Linked DNA regions of Rattus norvegicus: region 2 is linked to region 1. The links are chromatin contacts, called in public Hi-C maps. All regions are on one chromosome and are shown on one strand. The core of a region is the stretch at or near the end of the contact, and the rest is flanking DNA. Distances in the headings are between cores, read along the strand shown. Region 1 has its middle 8.0 kb from the start of Cldn16. Region 2 holds the start of Cldn1 (claudin 1).

Evidence for each region. Hi-C and Micro-C count contacts between places; a contact is called where the count stands out from the background.
Region 2: a contact with region 1 is called in a Hi-C map of hepatocytes, with 2.1 times the contacts expected there. The contact joins the promoter of Cldn1 here to the enhancer-like site in region 1. A contact is called at or near these places in 4 of 12 Hi-C or Micro-C datasets (hepatocytes, kidney, liver and 1 more).

Annotation. Positions count from the first base shown.
Region 1 is chr11:87,820,814-87,824,073 of GRCr8, forward strand. No RefSeq gene overlaps it. Among named protein-coding and RNA genes, the nearest start is that of Cldn16, 8.0 kb to the left of the region's middle. Within about 2 kb of position 1,593, at least 5 of the 93 cell types and tissues checked have an H3K27ac peak or open chromatin away from gene starts, as enhancers often do. A contact at or near this core is called in hepatocytes, where this site is marked.
Region 2 is chr11:87,924,815-87,928,074 of GRCr8, forward strand. Cldn1 (claudin 1) reads left to right here and starts at 1,562. Exons shown (of 4, transcript NM_031699.3): 1 at 1,562-1,963. The coding sequence starts at 1,741.

The DNA.
Region 1 (3,260 bases), core at 343-2,842:
TACTTTATTTTCATTATTTACTGACCTTGTATGTGGTTGGGGGCGGAGAGTTTATTCAGACAATTGTACAGCTGACTCTGGATTGAAGTTTACCATTTTTAAAGAATGGAAATAAAATAGTCACGCTTCAATGTTAAGTTCTGTGGGTTAGAAGACAGTAGGACAGGGCTCAAGATTGAGCTCGCCAAAATGATGTAGATTTCATCGGTGGAATGTGAGTGTACTTGTGAGGGAGAGGCAGCTGTGAGGGAGCAGGAACCACGGAGGGCGCAGGGAGCACGGAGGGCGCAGGGAGCACGGAGGGCGCAGGGAGCACGGAGGGCGCAGGGAGCACGGAGGGCGCAGGGAGCACGGAGGGCGCAGGGAGCACGGAGGGCGCAGGGAGCACGGAGGGCGCAGGAACCACGGAGGGCGCACGGACCACGGAGGGCGCAGGGACCACGGAGGGCGCAGGGACCACGGAGGGCGCAGGGACCACGGAGGGCACAGGGACCACGGAGGGCGCAGGGACCACGGAGGGCGCAGGGACCACGGAGGGTGCAGGGACCACGGAGGGTGAAGATACAAGGAATCATGGGTCTATGTCATCTGGCTCTTCTCCACAGTCCATCATGGAGTGTTGGCAGCTTGAACACAGTAAGGTACAACTTCCTCCCAGCACACACTTCAGGACAGCTGACTGTGCAAAGCGTGACACCAGGTTCGGGGGCATCAGAAAGAATGAAAATTGAAGACTTTCTCTCAGTCCTTGAGACGTGTGCCTTTTGGTGAGAAGGTAAAGTACACAAAGCACTGAGAGAAAGCAAGGTGCTCCATCTAGGTAACCGACATCAGTCTTGACTGTGTGTGTGTGTGTGTGTGTCTGTCTGTCTGTCTATCTCTATCTATCTATCTATCTATCTGTCATCTGTCTATCTATCTAGTTCTCTATCATCTATCTATCTATCTATCCATCCATCTATCTATCTATCTATCTATCTATCTACCTATCTACCTATCTATCTATTTTTGAGGCAAGGTATTTCTCCATATTCCTGGCTGTCTTAAGATCCTGAAGCCAGCCTAGAACTCACAGAGATCTGGCAAAGTGGTGTAATTAAATGTGTGAGCTACCACCTTGATTTCTAATACTCTGTTTATAAGGGGACCAGGGACACCAGTAAGAACTATAAAATAATAAACGTGAAGCATAATACCATTATGGGAGTATGTGAGTGATATTTACAAAATATTTTCAAATTTATTATCTAGTCAAGATGCGTGACGATAGACATCTTGGTTTTGGTTTCTAGTGCATCCCACACACTAAGAGCTCTGCCTGACACATAGTAATCCCTCAAAAGATATATATAAAATTTTCTATAAGCTTGCACGTTCCCACATTTGACAGGTGAAGCAGTATTGATTTTCTTCTAAAATATCCAATCCCCTAAACTGTGGAAGCAACCTTGTCACCTTTGCTCCAGAGCCAGATGGCCTATGACATCACTAAGACAGTCACTTAGGGTATTCACTACTCTCCCTGTGTCTCATGACTCAGTGTTGACACAGATCCTGGCTGAGGTGTTGGAGACACCTGCTGATACCCGTAGTCACTCCCACACCGGCTCTGTAAAAGGACACAATTGCGAAACTGCAAACACTGCAGTTGGCCTTTCAGTCTGCAGGTGGAAGCAGCCTCGCATTTTCCGTTGAGCCTAAGGAGATGTTTCTGTGCTGACTCATGTTTCCTCAGTGTCACAAGACACTTCTGTATGCAGGAAAACAGGGGTATGAACCCTTGGAATCGTCGCACCCTTTTTCATGCCTAGCATTTGGCGGGAACATCTACACAATCGTAATCAATTACTGCTGTTGAAGAGAACCTGTGCTGGCTATAACTAATGGCAAAATAAATCACTGGTTTATAGGTCTAACTGCACAGTCATAGCAATCCGAGTTCAGGCCATGCTCATTAATAATGTCAAGCCTTCGGCAAGCTATTAAGTATGTCCCATGGGGCCTCCCTGCCTGCAAACTACGAATTATGAACTGTTTCATGAAATGATGGAAAATAATTAGTATTTAGAGATGGTCTATGTAGTATACAAAATGCAATAAATAGCCATCGAATTATAGCTACTGTGATTTACACGCTTCAACTGTGATCAAAGCTGTTAGGTCAAAGGCAGGTCTCTATCGGTCAACCTGCAGGGCTACCTGCAGCAGGCGCACTAAACAGACAAGTGGTGCTGAAAAGCTAGAGGATGAATTTCTTCAATGTTACTGCAATAGTCTGAGGAACAAAGATGTCCAGTGTCTGTCTCCCTACCATTGAGACCCCTTGTTGAATTATCTCCAGTTTCTCCTGTAATGATATCAAAACATTGTTAGTAGTATATGTAATCTATTTCTGCAAAATAATTTCTTCTATAGCTTGCCCTGAGACTCCAGTCTTTTAACTCACCGGGGTGAGAAATTCCAGTTCCTTGAGAGCAAATTTTCAATAGTCCAATACTCAAATACAGGCACCAAAATGTCTTTCTTCCAACCTAATATACAAAGGCTGGACCTAGGCCTCCCTGCACATATGTAGCAGCTGTGCAGCTTAGTTTTCGTGTGATTTCCAAACAACTGTAGTCTGGGGCTATCTCAAAAAATGTTGCCTGTACATGGGCTATGTTCTACTAGCTTGTCTGCCTGTGAGTCTCAGTGGGAGAGGAAGCTCCTAGTCATGAAGAGTTGAAGTCCAAGGGTTGGGAGGATACCCAGAGGGACCCCTACCTACTCAGAAAAGAAAGGGAAATGGAGGGGTGATTGTAGGAGGGTGTGATTGGGAGGGGGCAGTGAACAGTATATAAACTGAATAAGTTAAAAATAATGTTAAATTAAAAAAAGAAATATCTTGCTTCTTGCCAGGAGAGTTACAGTACTTTGTTTTATTTGTGTGTGCCATATGTTGTATGTATATATATGTGGACATGTGTGTATGTATATGATGTATATGTGTATATGCACTTGATCCATATCTATACATAAAATAACTTAATGAGTTGTCAACACAGTTAACAAAAAATGTAACTGTAGAATAATTAATTTCTTCTCTCCCATAGTTCGTTCAAGGCTACTTGACAAATGGCTTCAGTAAGTAAAGGGACTTGATGAACAAGCTGCTAACCTGAGCCTGAGATCCAGAACCCATGTAAGCCAGCTAGATGCAGTGGTGCACACATATGATCTCAGTATTCTCGTGGTGAGATGGCAGATGAAGACAGGGGATT
Region 2 (3,260 bases), core at 312-2,811, 100 kb after region 1:
CAGAGAGGTACTGAAGTACTACCGCAGGGCCTCAGGGCACGAGCCTGCCAAGGCCTTGCCTACCTACAGATCTTATTTAGGGATCCTTTGTGTTTGAAAAAGCTGAGAGCAGAACCTAGACAATGAGCCCTTGTTTAAATCTCGCTATCTCCAATCTGAGTCCTGTAGTCCTTATACTCCCTAAGTCCCTGACAACACCAGATCTGGGTTTTTATCCCTAAGCTGGTCTGAAAAGAACAGCCAGCACGGGAGTGAGGGTGGTAGGGCTTCTTTGGTTATTGGTGGTTTTATTTTGTTTTTAATGTTTCTACCTGGTGGCAGGCTAGTACTTTTCTTAGCATGTATGGAAGCATCCCTTGTTTTCATTCGTATGTTTATTTCGGCCTTAGATTCTCCTGTTTTTTACTAAAGCCGTAGAAGCTTCTCTTTCCACCACACTCACACCACAGACAAAATAATAGCTGAGAAAACATTTTAATTATTCTCAACCGCAACGTGGGCTTCTGAGTAGCAGCAAACAAGAAAGCTGTATAGACCGGGAGAGGGCAGCTAGAGGCTGCCTAGATCAAAGCCTGCAGAGATGGTTTAACCATTACTGCCTGGTCGGAAGCCAGAGCGCTGAAAAGATACATCATCCAAGCGTGGCTCTTTCACCTGGGAGAGACTGGGGGGGAACTGGCTGGATTCCATCTGATAAGTCTTCACTGCTCGAGCACCTCGAATATGGAGCTGCTAGGCTAAGGAAATTGTTTTAAGGAAAAGGTAGGTGTGTGAGTGTGTGCATGTGCGTGTCTCTCTCTCTCTCTGTGTGTGTGTGTGTGTGTGTGTGTGTGTGTGTGTATGCGCGCGCGCATGAGAGCGCACGAGCATTGGATGTAGTCGATAGTGAGCTGCATTTTCAAAAGGAAGATTAAAAACTAAAAGGATATATATTTTTTCCTAAAAATGCGGTGGGAAGCACACAGATCTGAGAACTAAGTTCTGGATATACTAGAAACCTGCCCTGTGGCACTCTCTGGGTAGCTCTTCCCTGATCTCCAATGCGCCTGGGAGAAATGGGAGAGAAATCTAATGGAATAATCTTGAAGAACAGAGGGGAACACCAGGCCCAAAAATGAAAGAGGAGGAAGCTAATCAAACAAGAGGTGCCCTGAGGAGGAAGGGAATACCGAAGTATCAAGTTAGTTGTATTCCTGAATAAAATATTGAGACGATATTAAAAATGAAAATAGGTTTTTTATCTCCCTCCAGTTTTTTCATCTTTATGGGTTTTTTTGCATTTACACAGATGTAATTTTTGTATTAACTACCGGGTGAAATGAAGAAAATGCCTACCAAGTGCTAGGAGAGACATGAGGAGGAGCGGGTAGGGAAGCCTGATTCTTTTCAGTTGGTCCCCAGGTCGCTCAAAAGTCATCCGCGACCACGCAGGAGGCCTGCGAGGACCCTTGTGGGGATTTGGCCACGAAACCACCAGGGGGCGCTGCATGCCGGGAGGGGCGGAGCTGCTTTAAATCGCAGCGCCGGGCGGTTTGGTGTCCCAGAGAACTCCACCACTTCTCACTTCCAGACTCCACCACCGACCCGGACCAGAAGCCAGGAGCCTCGCCCGCAGCCGCACAGGGAGCAGGGGTATCAGCGCTAACCTCCTGGCTGAGACTCCATCACCTTCGGGGAGCCCAAGCGCGCACTTTGCAAACTCCGCTTTCTGCACCTGCCACTGAGCCTCAGAAAAGAGCCATGGCCAACGCGGGGTTGCAGCTTCTGGGTTTCATCCTGGCTTCGCTGGGATGGATCGGCTCTATCGTCAGCACTGCCCTGCCCCAATGGAAGATTTACTCCTATGCTGGGGACAACATCGTGACTGCTCAGGCCATCTACGAGGGACTGTGGATGTCCTGCGTTTCGCAAAGCACCGGGCAGATACAGTGCAAAGTCTTCGACTCCTTGCTGAATCTGAATAGTGAGTGCACCCTCATCCTCCAATCCTCTCCACTCTCCCCAGCCCTCTCTATCCCCACTCCCCAGCCTCGGAGCCCTTGTCCTCTGTAGTAGCTTCATTCAGCCAGAGCTGCCCTGGGATTATAGGAGGCTAACCTCAAAGTTGGTCAAGGCTTCTCAGCATGTGTTCTGTTGGTCTGTTGTGAGAAAGCAGAGAGAACCGAGAACCAGAGCTTCAGGTCAAAGCCCTAGATTTGCCTCTAAGTCTCTCTGCTTGGCACCCTCTGCCCTTTTAGGTGTGATTTTTTTCCCCATCAAATTCCAATCAAGGTGGGGGAGATTGGGAGAATGAAGACCACTGTGTAACTTAGACTTTTGGGCTTATTCTGCACATTCATTCTAGGAGGGTTTGAACAAGAAAATGGCACACTTTATAGGTTTTCAAGCCTTGAGTGGATTTTTTTTTTTTTACTTGTTTCAAGACTTTTTCCAAGTCACAGTTAAGGTTTACTCTTTCGGTCTTTTGGGTTTCCTCCTTGAAGAACCACTTGAGATCCACCCCCACCCCCACTCCGCTCCCCCAAAGGCTTAGGATCTGCAGAAGAGTCAGCTTCTGCAGTACAAGTTTAGAATGAGACCGGGGGGGGGGGGGGGGGCTGGTGGCATCTGGGGAGTGGGTCACTAAAGAGAATGATTCTGAATAACCCCGGCGGCATGTCGAAGAAAGGTTATTCTCACGTTTTGCCTTCTGTAAAGGAATGTCTGTGCACTGATGGACTGCTCCTCATATGTAAAGTGAGAAAGGCATGTGTAGGCAGGGACATTTCTACTGATTCTAGAAAGACAGGTGATAAAATGTGTTCGCCTTCACTTTCGGCTAAAACTTTTTTCAGTGCTCTGTCAGAAAGCCACTCAACTCCTACAGGTCATTTCCTCTTCCTGGAGAAATCACATTGGATGTGTTCTGTGGGTCTGCCCTGCCCTTTAATTCACAGGACGAAGAGTTCCCTTAGCCTTTGCCTAAGGTATTCCACAGTCCTCTGGGAATGCTGCTGTGAACAGTGCTAGCACTGCCCCTGTCTTATGAGAGCGAAGCTCTTCATCTGTCCCAGCAGAAGCACTTCGATTTATAGTTATGAGACCTGCCACAGATCAGCTTGGCACTTTGAGTACCCGTAGAATGTAGTGAGCTGGCATGGTTTTGTCTCCACATCCAGACTCCTCTGTCAAACGTAATCTATATGTTTGGAAGGTGTGTGTTGTTTATTACCCTCCTGGGATATGCTCAGGCTGTTAGCCGTTGGGAAATGATGAATTTG